Regions from separate parts of the Mus musculus genome. Here region 2 is linked to region 1. A link is a contact called in public Hi-C data. All regions are on one chromosome and are shown on one strand. The core of a region is the stretch at or near the end of the contact, and the rest is flanking DNA. Distances in the headings are between cores, read along the strand shown.

Evidence for each region. A called contact is a pair of places that touch in the nucleus more often than the background predicts.
Region 2: a contact with region 1 is called in a Hi-C map of muscle stem cells, with 3 times the contacts expected there. The contact joins two enhancer-like sites. A contact is called at or near these places in 5 of 484 Hi-C or Micro-C datasets (cortical neurons, embryonic fibroblasts, muscle stem cells and 1 more).

The regions. Positions count from the first base shown.
Region 1 is chr5:102,501,713-102,507,086 of GRCm38.p6, forward strand. The region is part of intron 1 of Arhgap24 (Rho GTPase activating protein 24); the gene reads left to right. Among named protein-coding and RNA genes, the nearest start is that of Arhgap24, 23 kb to the left of the region's middle. Within about 2 kb of position 2,674, at least 15 of the 459 cell types and tissues checked have an H3K27ac peak or open chromatin away from gene starts, as enhancers often do. A contact at or near this core is called in muscle stem cells, where this site is marked.
Region 2 is chr5:102,689,469-102,694,842 of GRCm38.p6, forward strand. The region is part of intron 3 of Arhgap24 (Rho GTPase activating protein 24); the gene reads left to right. Among named protein-coding and RNA genes, the nearest start is that of Gm30396, 61 kb to the left of the region's middle. Within about 2 kb of position 3,208, at least 14 of the 459 cell types and tissues checked have an H3K27ac peak or open chromatin away from gene starts, as enhancers often do. A contact at or near this core is called in muscle stem cells, where this site is marked.

The DNA of each region.
Region 1 (5,374 bases), core at 1,424-3,923:
GTTCATGTGTGATTGTGGTGTGTGAGTGTGAGTGTGGTGTGGTGTGGTGTGTGTTGTGAGTGTGAGTGTGGTGGTGTGGATGTATGAGAGTATGGTGTGGTGTACGTGTATGTTTGTGTATGTATGTGGTGGTAAGTGTGGTGTGGTATGTGTATGTGTGTATATGTGTGGTGTGTGCATGTGTGTGTATGTGATTGTTATGTGCATACATGCGCATTGTGTGTGTGGGTGACTGTGGTGTGTGTATGTGTGCATGTGTGTGTGTGTGTGTATGAGTGTGGTATGATATGTGTCTGCGTTTATGTGTGATTGTGGTATGTGAGTATGAGTGTGGTGTGGTGTGTGTGTTATGTATGTGTGAGTGTGGTGGTGTGTGTATGAGGGTAACTGTGGTGTGGTGCATGTGTATGTATGTGTATGTATATGGTAGTGAGTATGGCGTGGTGTGTATATGTGTGTCTATGTGTCTTCTGTGCATGTGTGCATGTGTGCAGTGCTGGGAAATGAACCTAGGTGCTCACCCATGCTAGATATGGTCTACCACTGAACTACACCCTCAGCCTTGGGAAATATCATTTAAAGAGTAAGGATATATTATTGTATTATTTTTACTGGCTTAATATCTTTAATATTAATTTGTCTCATACAGGAAATAAATGAACTGAAAACAAGCCTTCTTCCAAGTTTCTATAACTGAATACAAGTTAAAACCTCACTAAAGTCCCCTGATAAGAAATGACCTAAGCCAAAAATAATCCTGCAAGCTGCCAGGCCTTCTGTTTTTCTGAAGGACATGACTTATATACTCCAGTCAGACCCAGCCCCTCACCACTTCCTTCTTTTCTTCTTGGTCATATGATTGAGTAAGGGCCCAAGGAAGAAGAGGGCACAAGATGTAGGGAAGGAAGAATGACCTAAGGTTGGTTACAGTTAAGCATAGCAAAGCATTCTTTGTAACCAGACGTTACCAGACAGGCGAACTGGACTCCTTTCTATCATGTTTAGAATCCAGTGCTATCTAACATGGCCAGCGCAGAAAGCACTTTGCTTGGATAGAGAGAAACAGTAGGGTGAGCCTGTCCTCAGCTCTGGTCTATACGTATTGCATTATTCTGTTTGTGTAGTGGAAGTTGGCCATTTAATGCTAGTCTTTACACTAGGGAGGTTTGAACCTCATTTTGACTTGGTAGTTTTTTTTGACTCATTCAGGAGTTGAGCTAGTTTGTTGTTAATCTTGTGAGATTTTGACTTTGAAAAACAAAAACAAGCCCTCTTTTCTTTTAGTGAACACAATGTCCACTGCTGCTCACACTTGGTGGATGCAGAGCTCTGGAACCTCTGTTAATGCTGACAGCCTCACAACTTTGGCTTATGACGGTATATTTTTTTTGGAGCTACAGGGAATGGTTTGGGGGAAGATACCACAGGTATTGAGCTGCTGAGTTTTCTTGAGCAATTCATAGATAAGACACGGTTGTCCTTGGGAAGTCTGGGCTGTATGATCTGCTTGTGGCCCAGCAGCTAACAGCTTGTGTGCATTATCATATGACAGCAGTGTCCTCTGCAGACATAGGGTCAGTGAGTTGTGCACAGGAATCCTTGGAACGATGAGAATTAAATGCTTGTTTGTTTACTTTTTGTAGCTAAGAACAAAGTGTTCCTTTTGTGATGAAGTATACTTCAATCTTCTGGGCTTTGAGTTTTCACCTTCTGCATGCATTATTGATCATCTTTCTCTACAAGTGTCATGTCAAGCCAGACAGACTTTAATTATAATAAGGAAACTCCACAGAATGTTAATATAATGGTGATACAATACTGTGAGGATTGGTTCTAAGCTCTAAGCTATACTAAATTGTAGTAAGATGCACAGTCTTAGATTCTTCACGGTTCATGTGTTTACGGCATCTTTGCATATTCCTATCTGTAGCTGTTAGCGCCCATACTTTGGTGGTTCCTCAGATACCTTTTAGAAAATTGATATAAAAAAAATCTTTGAGTGACACTTTACCTTTCCTAGGAAGACTCCACTAACAAACTATGATGTGACTTTGATGTGAGTGAAGTTGCTTTGTGAGATTTACAAGTGAATGTTGCAGGAGGAAGGCATTTCAGAGAGAGAAAATCCATTTACCAGGAACAGAGTTGGAATGAAACCATTGGGAAGGATTCAGGGAATGTCTCAGAGTCCAGGATGCTGTTGAACATGGCTGGATGTTGAACATGGACATGAAGGATGAAGACATGACTAAACTTAGTGAGGAATTATAGAGGAGGGCAAGGGAGGACACAACACGTGGGAAAGACCCTCACCAACTGGCCTGAGTCACAGGTGCTGGTGACTAAGTCCTCTTGGCCCCAAGGGTGCCAAACCAAAGCATTCAATCACATGATTTCCTAAAACCAAAAATATGGTTTCATGCCTCAGCTCTGTCAAAGCCATATGCATTTTTGTGGAAAATAACATCTGTGTTTTTTAATTTTAACATGTGGAAAAGAATAATTATTTTTCAGAGTTTTTTCTTTAAAGATTTATTGTAGAGGCGAAGTATTACTTTGCAATACTTTGTAAGTTCAAAGCATATTATTATCTTTCTGCCTTCTGTTATAGTTAGCACTAAGATGCATGTCTGCAAAGCCTGCTGTTTTATGCTAGATCGAGAAACACAACATCCTGTCTCCCACTTAGTGGGTTCATGATTTCAGGTCAGTGCATAGCAAGGGTTTGCTAGTTCGGGGGTATTCCTTGCCATCTGAGTTTCTTTCCCACTTTTATTTTCCGATAAGTGAAACACTAGCAGATGTGATATGGCTGAGTTCCCTTTCCTCTGAAGTTGTTCAACAAAAAGCGTTCAGTCACTTATCCAAGTAAAATAAGTCTACACACATGAGATAGATGATTGGTTTCTTTCCTTTCCTTCAGTGAGAGAAATGGAGAGTTTTAGGAAACACAATACTTGTTTACAAAGAGTCAGTGTTCCTGCTTCATGAGTGACTAATACCTTGAATGTTGTCCAGGCCCTTGCCATAGAAGAAATAAAGATGCAGTAAGAGGATGACCACGTGACTTGAACTGTGGCGAGCAAGGTCAGGCCACACTCACAGGTGTAATAGACAGATACCCAGTCCTGTGTTTCCCTTGGAAACAGTGTTGCTAGCTTGGTTGCTTTGCTGGGACCTGATTACTGTGCTATTTCCAAATGTGTCCGTTATGTTAATGGTAAAAGAAAGAGGTCAGCAACATGGTGAATCTTGCTTACTTACTTACATACATACATACTTAACTACTGAGCCTTACTCCTGGCTCAGATCCTGCAAAGCAGGGACAGGTCTTAGGTGAGGATCCTCTGGGATGTTACCCCACTGTGACTACAGTTACTCCACGGTGACAGAAAAGGAATACTCCCCTCTCCTAATGCCCAGAGATGATCTAGAAATAAGTTCCTGGAATCTACATTTCAACAACTTCTCTACTACATACTTTATAAACTACTTTTCAAAACTATTTACTAAAAATCCTAATACTTGGTGTTTCCATCTATAACCTGAGATGTAGCTACTCATAGCAAAAAGAAAAAAAAAGAAAAAGGGAAAGCTATCTTCTGTATTGAAAGTTGTGGGGGGAGCTGACAGCAATTAAAATTACTAACATTAATTTATTGATTTCTAATTGCTTAGAACGCTTGTACTTTCAATGCAATGATTTCATACCTCTCGTGAACTCACAGATAAAAATCTTGCCTTATCTTCCTGTATTCTTTCCTATTGGCCCCATATACCATGAAATTATTCCTGGGGAGACAAGAGGAAGTCTATGACAGATCAAAGTAGTAATATCACCAAAGTGTAACTCGGTGAGCTATGAGTTACTTTAAGGAGTATTGGTGAGGGGTCACTCACAGGATCATGGATAACTCAAAGGTAGTTGTGTCACTGAAAGCCTGTGGCAGTGTGGGTGACGACTTGTGAAGACTGGACCCCCAAGCTCTCTGCATGGCTTGCAGTCAGCAGGTGCATATGGGAGAGTCTTCCTTCGGAACTCCATAAGCAGCTTCCTTTCCATATGTAGTGTTTCAGTTTGGAGGAGATGGTTCTACAACAGCTCACAGTTCCTGGACCTGGCCTTTGCATGATTGTATTATTGCTATTTGGGATAACAGCTTTGCCTCTCTGTACTTGTTTTTTGTTGAAATCCAGTAACAACTGGTAGATGGTGTCATGGTCCGTCTTAATAAACCATGATGTGCTAATTAGCTTTTGTCAACTTGACACATGCTAGAATGATCTTGGGAAGAGGGACACTCCACTGAGGAAGTACCACCATTAGATTGGCCAGAAGAAACATCTATGGGATCATTTTCTTTTTTAATGATTGATGTGGGAAGGCCCAGTCTACTGTGCTTCTGGGTTATATAGAAACGCATCTCGGATGAACCATGAGAGGCAAGCCAGTACAGCTCTCCTCTAAGATTTCTGCCTCACTTTGTGCCTCTAGGTATCACCCTAAGTTCCTGCCTTGGCTTCCCCTGATGATGGATGCTATCTCAAAGTGTAAGCCATATGAGCTATCCACAGCCCCGGCTGGCTCCATCATTGTTTTATCACAGCAACAGAGAAATGAATGATGGTGCATGGCTTTCATCAACTTATTCCACTGCAAGGGTCTTCTTCAGTGGCCTCCTGCTGTGGCCTGATGCACTCAGGCTCATGGGGGCTGGCCTTCCCCTGTCTTCTCCTTTCTTTAGACATTCCTCAGCAGAGCACAGCGGGCCCCTTTCCTGCCCTTGTCTGTCTTCTCAGGACTGACTTGGGTTCATGCAGCTTTCCTTGCCTCTGTCCCTGCAAAATGCATCATTCCACACTTTAAGGTTTTGAAGAACTTTCTTGCTGTACAATCAATTTATCATTTATAGAGTTCTGTTTTCAGGTCCAGCTGCTGATTGACTGACAGTGGGCCGTTCTCCTGGCAAACCCAGTGAGTTTTAAAAATGTCAGTAGGTTGAGATACGTTTAGCCTACAGAACCTTATAACTTAGCTTAGAGCACCGTGGCTTCCCGGTATCATCACATGGCTTCCTGCAAGCTGAGGCCCAGCCACCGGTTTCATAGCAGACTGTCACAGGACTGTCACCAACCTCAAAAGAGACTGAAATTCAAAGTGCTTTACACTAAATGCTTACTTATTTTGTACCATCATAACGTGAAAAAAATTTGGAGACAGGGTTTCATCCTGAGGCTGACGTCAAACTGGAATGAGCCCTTTAACTCTTCTGCCTTAGCCTTCAAAGTGCCAGAAAAGTCTGCATTTGTACTGTTCTAGGTGGCACTGGCCTCCATTCCCAATTTCCTAGTTAGAGTTTTCTAATAAAGTACT
Region 2 (5,374 bases), core at 1,958-4,457, 190 kb after region 1:
TATCACTTAAAACTCTTCTCCCATTTAATGATGACCTCACCTTTCAGAGTACCTTTGTGGATGCACACCTCTATAAGCTTTAATTTAGATGTTTCTTTTTATTCATTATTTTGTTTATTTACATTTCAAATGTTGTCCACCTTCCCACTTTCCCTGCCACAACCCCCTTCTCCCATCCCCCTCCCCTTTACTTCTATGAGGGTGCTCCACCCACTCACCCACTCCTGCCTCACTGCTCTAGCACCTCCTTATGCTGGCTCCTGTCAGCAAGTGCTTCTTGCCATCATTAATAGTATCTGGGTTTGGTGTCTGCAGATGGGATGAATCCCCAGGTGGGGCAGTCTCTGGATGGCCTTTCCTTCAGTCTCTGATCCATTTTTTGTCCCTGCTTCTCCTTTAGACAGGAAAATTTCTGGGTTGATATTTTTGAGTAGTCCCATCCCTCAACTGGGATTTACCTATTTACTGGACATGGTTTCTACAGGTTCTTTCTTCCCTTTGTTGGGTACTTTGGCTTATGTCACCCCTGTTGGGTCCTGAGAACCTCTTGCTTTCCTGGTATCTGGGACTTTCTAGTGGCTACCCCAGTTCCTCATGCCCCACTGCTACATATTTTTGTTCAATTTCCTGACCCTCTGTACTTCTCTTTCATCTCTTCCCATACCTCATCTTGTTCCTTCCCCCCCCCTTCCTTCTCTTTCCCTCCTAGGTCCCTCCCTCCCTCTATGTCCCATGATTATTTTGCTACCCTTTCTAAGTAGGACTGAAGCATCCACACTGTGGTCTTCCTTCTTCTTAAGCTTCATATGGTCTGTGAATTGTATCATGGGTATTCTGAGCTGTGGGGCTAATATCCACTTATCAGTGAGTACATATCATGTGTGTTCTTTTGTGTCTGGGCTACCTCACTCAGGAAGATATTTTTCTTAATAAGTATAATAACCACCAGAAGAATTTGCCACCTGATACAGAATATCATATTTAAAGGTAACCATAAAGCAGCAGACAGGGAGTATTTTCCACCGTTAATTCCACACCATACTTAAATGTGGGTGTGAGTTTAAAATAAGGTACCATTTTGGTTAAAATAGCTGTCACGATCAACTAAAGTATCTCAGTGTCCAGTAAAGGGAGAAAAAGGAGAGAGGCTTAAAAATGTAAGTGTTTATTTGGTACCTGTTAGCATGCTACCTGATATGGAAACCATGAGAAGTGAATAAAACATAGCCGCTGTTGCCATGAATATCTGAATAACGATCTAGCTGGCCACAGAACACCAGTGTAAGTATAAAACATGCTGGGCTGTTCTCTGAAGCAGCATCCTGAAGGAGTAGTTTAGAAGGATATTTCCCATCAATTCCACAGCTTATCCCAATGCCCAGCCAGCTTCAAGGCTTGATGCTCTGATACTGACTTTCCCAAATGCAGATCCTTCCCTTGGAGACTGAGAATCTTAGAAAATCAACAAACCAACAAATGGACACAATTACATGCAAAGGACACATTGGCTTGCAAGCAAAACCTAGGGCAGTTTTGTGGGCTTGTTTTGTCTTCCTATTGTCTTGGAGATTTTCCAGGGTGGTTGAAAGGGTGCAGCTGGAGCAGTGATATAAGTGCTGTTGGGTTTGCACTGTGTATATTGCTCAAGTGGTCAAATGAGGGGATTAGCAACCAGGTGCCCAGTTTGCAGGAATAGACAGGCTCACCTAGAACACCCACTTTGTCAAAGAATTTTCCCTTCGTGATTCAGATCCTAATCTGTGTAATGCAGCCCCACACTCCCTATCTTCTATGCTTCAGATTCAGCCATCCATCCTGTAGACCCACTAATCAGTTCCTGAGCCATCCAGACATCCTGTAGACCCACTAATCAGTTCCTGAGCCATCCAGCCATCCTTTAGGCCCACTAATCAGTTCCTGAGCCATCCATCCTCTAGACCCACTAATCAGTTCCTGAGCCATCCATCCTCTAGACCCACTAATCAGTTCCTGAGCCATCCAGCCATCCTCTAGGCCCACTAATCAGTTCCTGAGCCATCCATCCTGTAGACCCACTAATCAGTTCCTGAGCCATCCATCCTCTAGACCCACGAATCAGTTCCCAAGCCATCCACACATCCTATAGACTCACTAATCAGTTCATGTGTCATCCATCCTATAGACCTACTGATCAGTTCTGAGCCATCCAGCCATCCTGTAGATCTACTAATAAATTCCTGAGACATCCAGCCATCCTGTAGACCCACTAATCAGTTCTCAAACCATCCTGTAGATCCATTAATCAATTCCTGAACCATTCAATTTCAAGAGCTGCATTTTTTCTTGTGATATTTGTTTTGACTGTTTTTCTTCATCCCTTATAAAACTTTATTTTTAAAAACTATCCATCTTGTGCCCTAACTTCTATCTGAACTGTAGAGTAGGTAAGCTATTCTCTGTTAGGAAGTGACCTGGTTTGGGACAGCACTCAGGTTGTTGGTCTGTTTCTTTGAAAATACAGAAATGATAGTCTTCACAAACCTTGTTTCCATCTGATCAGATCAAGGTTGCGCATCTTTGCCAGTGGGTACAAATGGCCATGTCACAGCTGCGGCTTCCCCTCACTTAAATCCACCCTGCTCAGCATTAGAAACTGTCCTTCTGCTTTCAATGACATGCCTGAAGCAACAAGCAAATCCACCTCTGATGTAAGCATTTTAACTTTGCTAGGTCTCACCACGAGTTTGAGTTTCACTTTGATCTCAAATCATGACACTATTAAATTTTTTCCAAGGACAATGGATCTAATGCACATCTCCTAAGAGAAAAATAAAATGTCTGAGAGGCAGTCTCAGCAACTACTTTTTGTACCGGGACTGAGAAAAGCAAAGCATTGAGGACACATCAAACAAAAAAGAAAAACAGAACCCGCTATGTCATGACCTTACAGTAGCCCAGGATTGAGCCATACTCAAAGCTGGAGTTTAGTTTAAAACAGAATCATTTTTAGTGGTTTTTAAAAAATCATCAGAATACAACAGTCTATAGAAACAGTGCTTGAAGGAGTAGAGAGGATGTTTGTTAAAGGAATGGTGTTGTAATATGTTGTGAGGTACTCAAAGGTAGGAACAATAAACTAGGTATCCTTACTAAGATAACTGGACTCACCGAGATGCTCCATTTCTTTGGATGCCTGGGTTGTGAGAATGTGGAACACAGTACAGAATGCACGTCAACACTGCCCTCTACAGGTCTCAGAAGCAGTTACTTGCCTTAGCCTCTAAATGGCTGGATTTAAAGGCATGCTTGCATGAAAAGACTCAAACTGATGAGTGTTTTAGCTGTTAGGTACCCCGGGCCATCTCTATATCTCTGCACTAAGACAGCAGTTACACAAATCCTCGATGCTTCTAGGAACATATGATGTTGAGAGTTCTTAAAAGAATTTTATCTTGTGGTCCACTAGGAATGAAGACATGCTTTGCTGGAGTGACAGTGACAGAGAAGCTATGGGATATGTGAGGTCTGCCTGGATGCTCTAACATAGATAGCAGCAGTGTGGCTCTGATGTTTTCCTGTTATAGAGAAAATATAGTAAGATTGCTGGCCCCATAATAAAATCTAGAGAGTAGAAGGATATGCCATCCAGCCTAGAAGAGTAGCCAAATATTAGGGCTTCTTAGATGGAAGATGGGTGTTTTTATAAATTGTGGGTGTCTGTGACAAGCAATAAGAAATGAAGGATCATATAATTTAAGGTAGGAAAACTTCAAAAATGACTGGCTTGAAAAGAAAAGTTTCTGGAGAAAGAAACTTGTTTGACCTCACAAGTGTGAGAGAAAAAGGCCAAAGCCTCCCAGTGCACACAGCAAAACCTAAATGGGGTCAAGGTCAGAACTGCACAATGGTGTGGAACTTGTTGGTACTCAAACTTGCTTAATCATGAAGAGGAAAGAGCAGCTGTGTAAACACTGTGTTAGTGTTTGCTGGTATTTGGCCGTAATCTGAGGAGCAAGGCCTCAGATGTATGTTGTTTGTGTGAACACGTGGGCTATGGAGAAACAGAGATGTCAACTCCTACCTACATTAGGATACTGGATATAAGTGGTACTGAGGAGAGTAGGGGGAGATGGCTCAGTCCCTAATGTGATTGTCACACAACCGTGTGGACCTGAGTTTGGATCCCACTACCTATGCTTAAAAAGCCAGGTGTGGAGGCACAGGACATGAACTCCAGTGTGGAAGGAGGGCTGTGTGGGTAGATGGGGGTAGGTAGAGGTAAGAGGGTTATGGGACTCAGGAGCTCATTGCCTACCCAGTCTAGGCAATCAGTGATCTCCAGGTTCAGTGATACACTCTGTCTCAAAAGTTAAGCTGAGGAAGACATACTGTTGATCTCTGACCTCCCTCTATGTACCTCTATGTGTGTCCACCATCAAGGACACTTATATACACTTACATTCACCACACACAATGCACACAGAGTAGTAGACTGTATTAGAGAGGCAGTTACAGAAGGAGGAAGTCCTTCTGAAGTGCTCAGTGAAGTTACCACCAAGTCTCAGGAGAAGACAGCCACTCGCCAACAGCTCCCTGGTGGTAGGAGATGTCTTGGTTTCTTTCCTCTATGTAGTCACCTGACTGTCTTAGTCAACAGGGTGTGGTATGGTAACCGACAGCACTGCAGACATCATAGCCCTCTGACCACAGACAGATACTGAAGATCTCTTAGTAGTAGCCAACGCTTCTTGAATGAGGAATGACACATAAATGAAATGCCATTCCTATAGCCAAACAGATGTAGCATCAGTTAAGAATCAAATAGTAAGAAAAAAAGATTTAATGTGCGGCTTCAGATTATGTTCTAAATGTGGATTTTGAGGAGGTTTCTTTAATTCTTGTTCTGTGGACAACTTCAGTTCAAGTTGGCATTAAAAATGTTAGTCATTGCTTGGAACTCAACAAAGTTTGTGTATGCCCAGTGTCATATGTGCCATAAATTTATGTCCTTCTGTGAGCCGCATTTACTTACTTCTAAGGGAAAATCAAGGGTTTGCAGGCTGGAAGCCATCTGTCCACTGCACATCTGTGAGCTGTAACTAAGGGCTCAGGAGATGGATCTGTGGGTGGATAAACTGCTTGCTGCACAAATGTGAAGACAGGAGCTCAGATTCCCAGAACCCAAGGAAACTGGATGTCATCGCACATGTCTGTAATCCCACTGCCTCTTCAGTGAGATGGAAGGCAGGGACAGGAGAATCCTATCCCGGGAAGCTCACAGGCTTCATGTATGCCACAGTAAACAAGACCATAGAAAGGAAGGTAAGGATTTATAACAGAGGCTACCCTCTAACTTCTACACGTGTGCCATAGAATGCCCATATACCCCCCACAT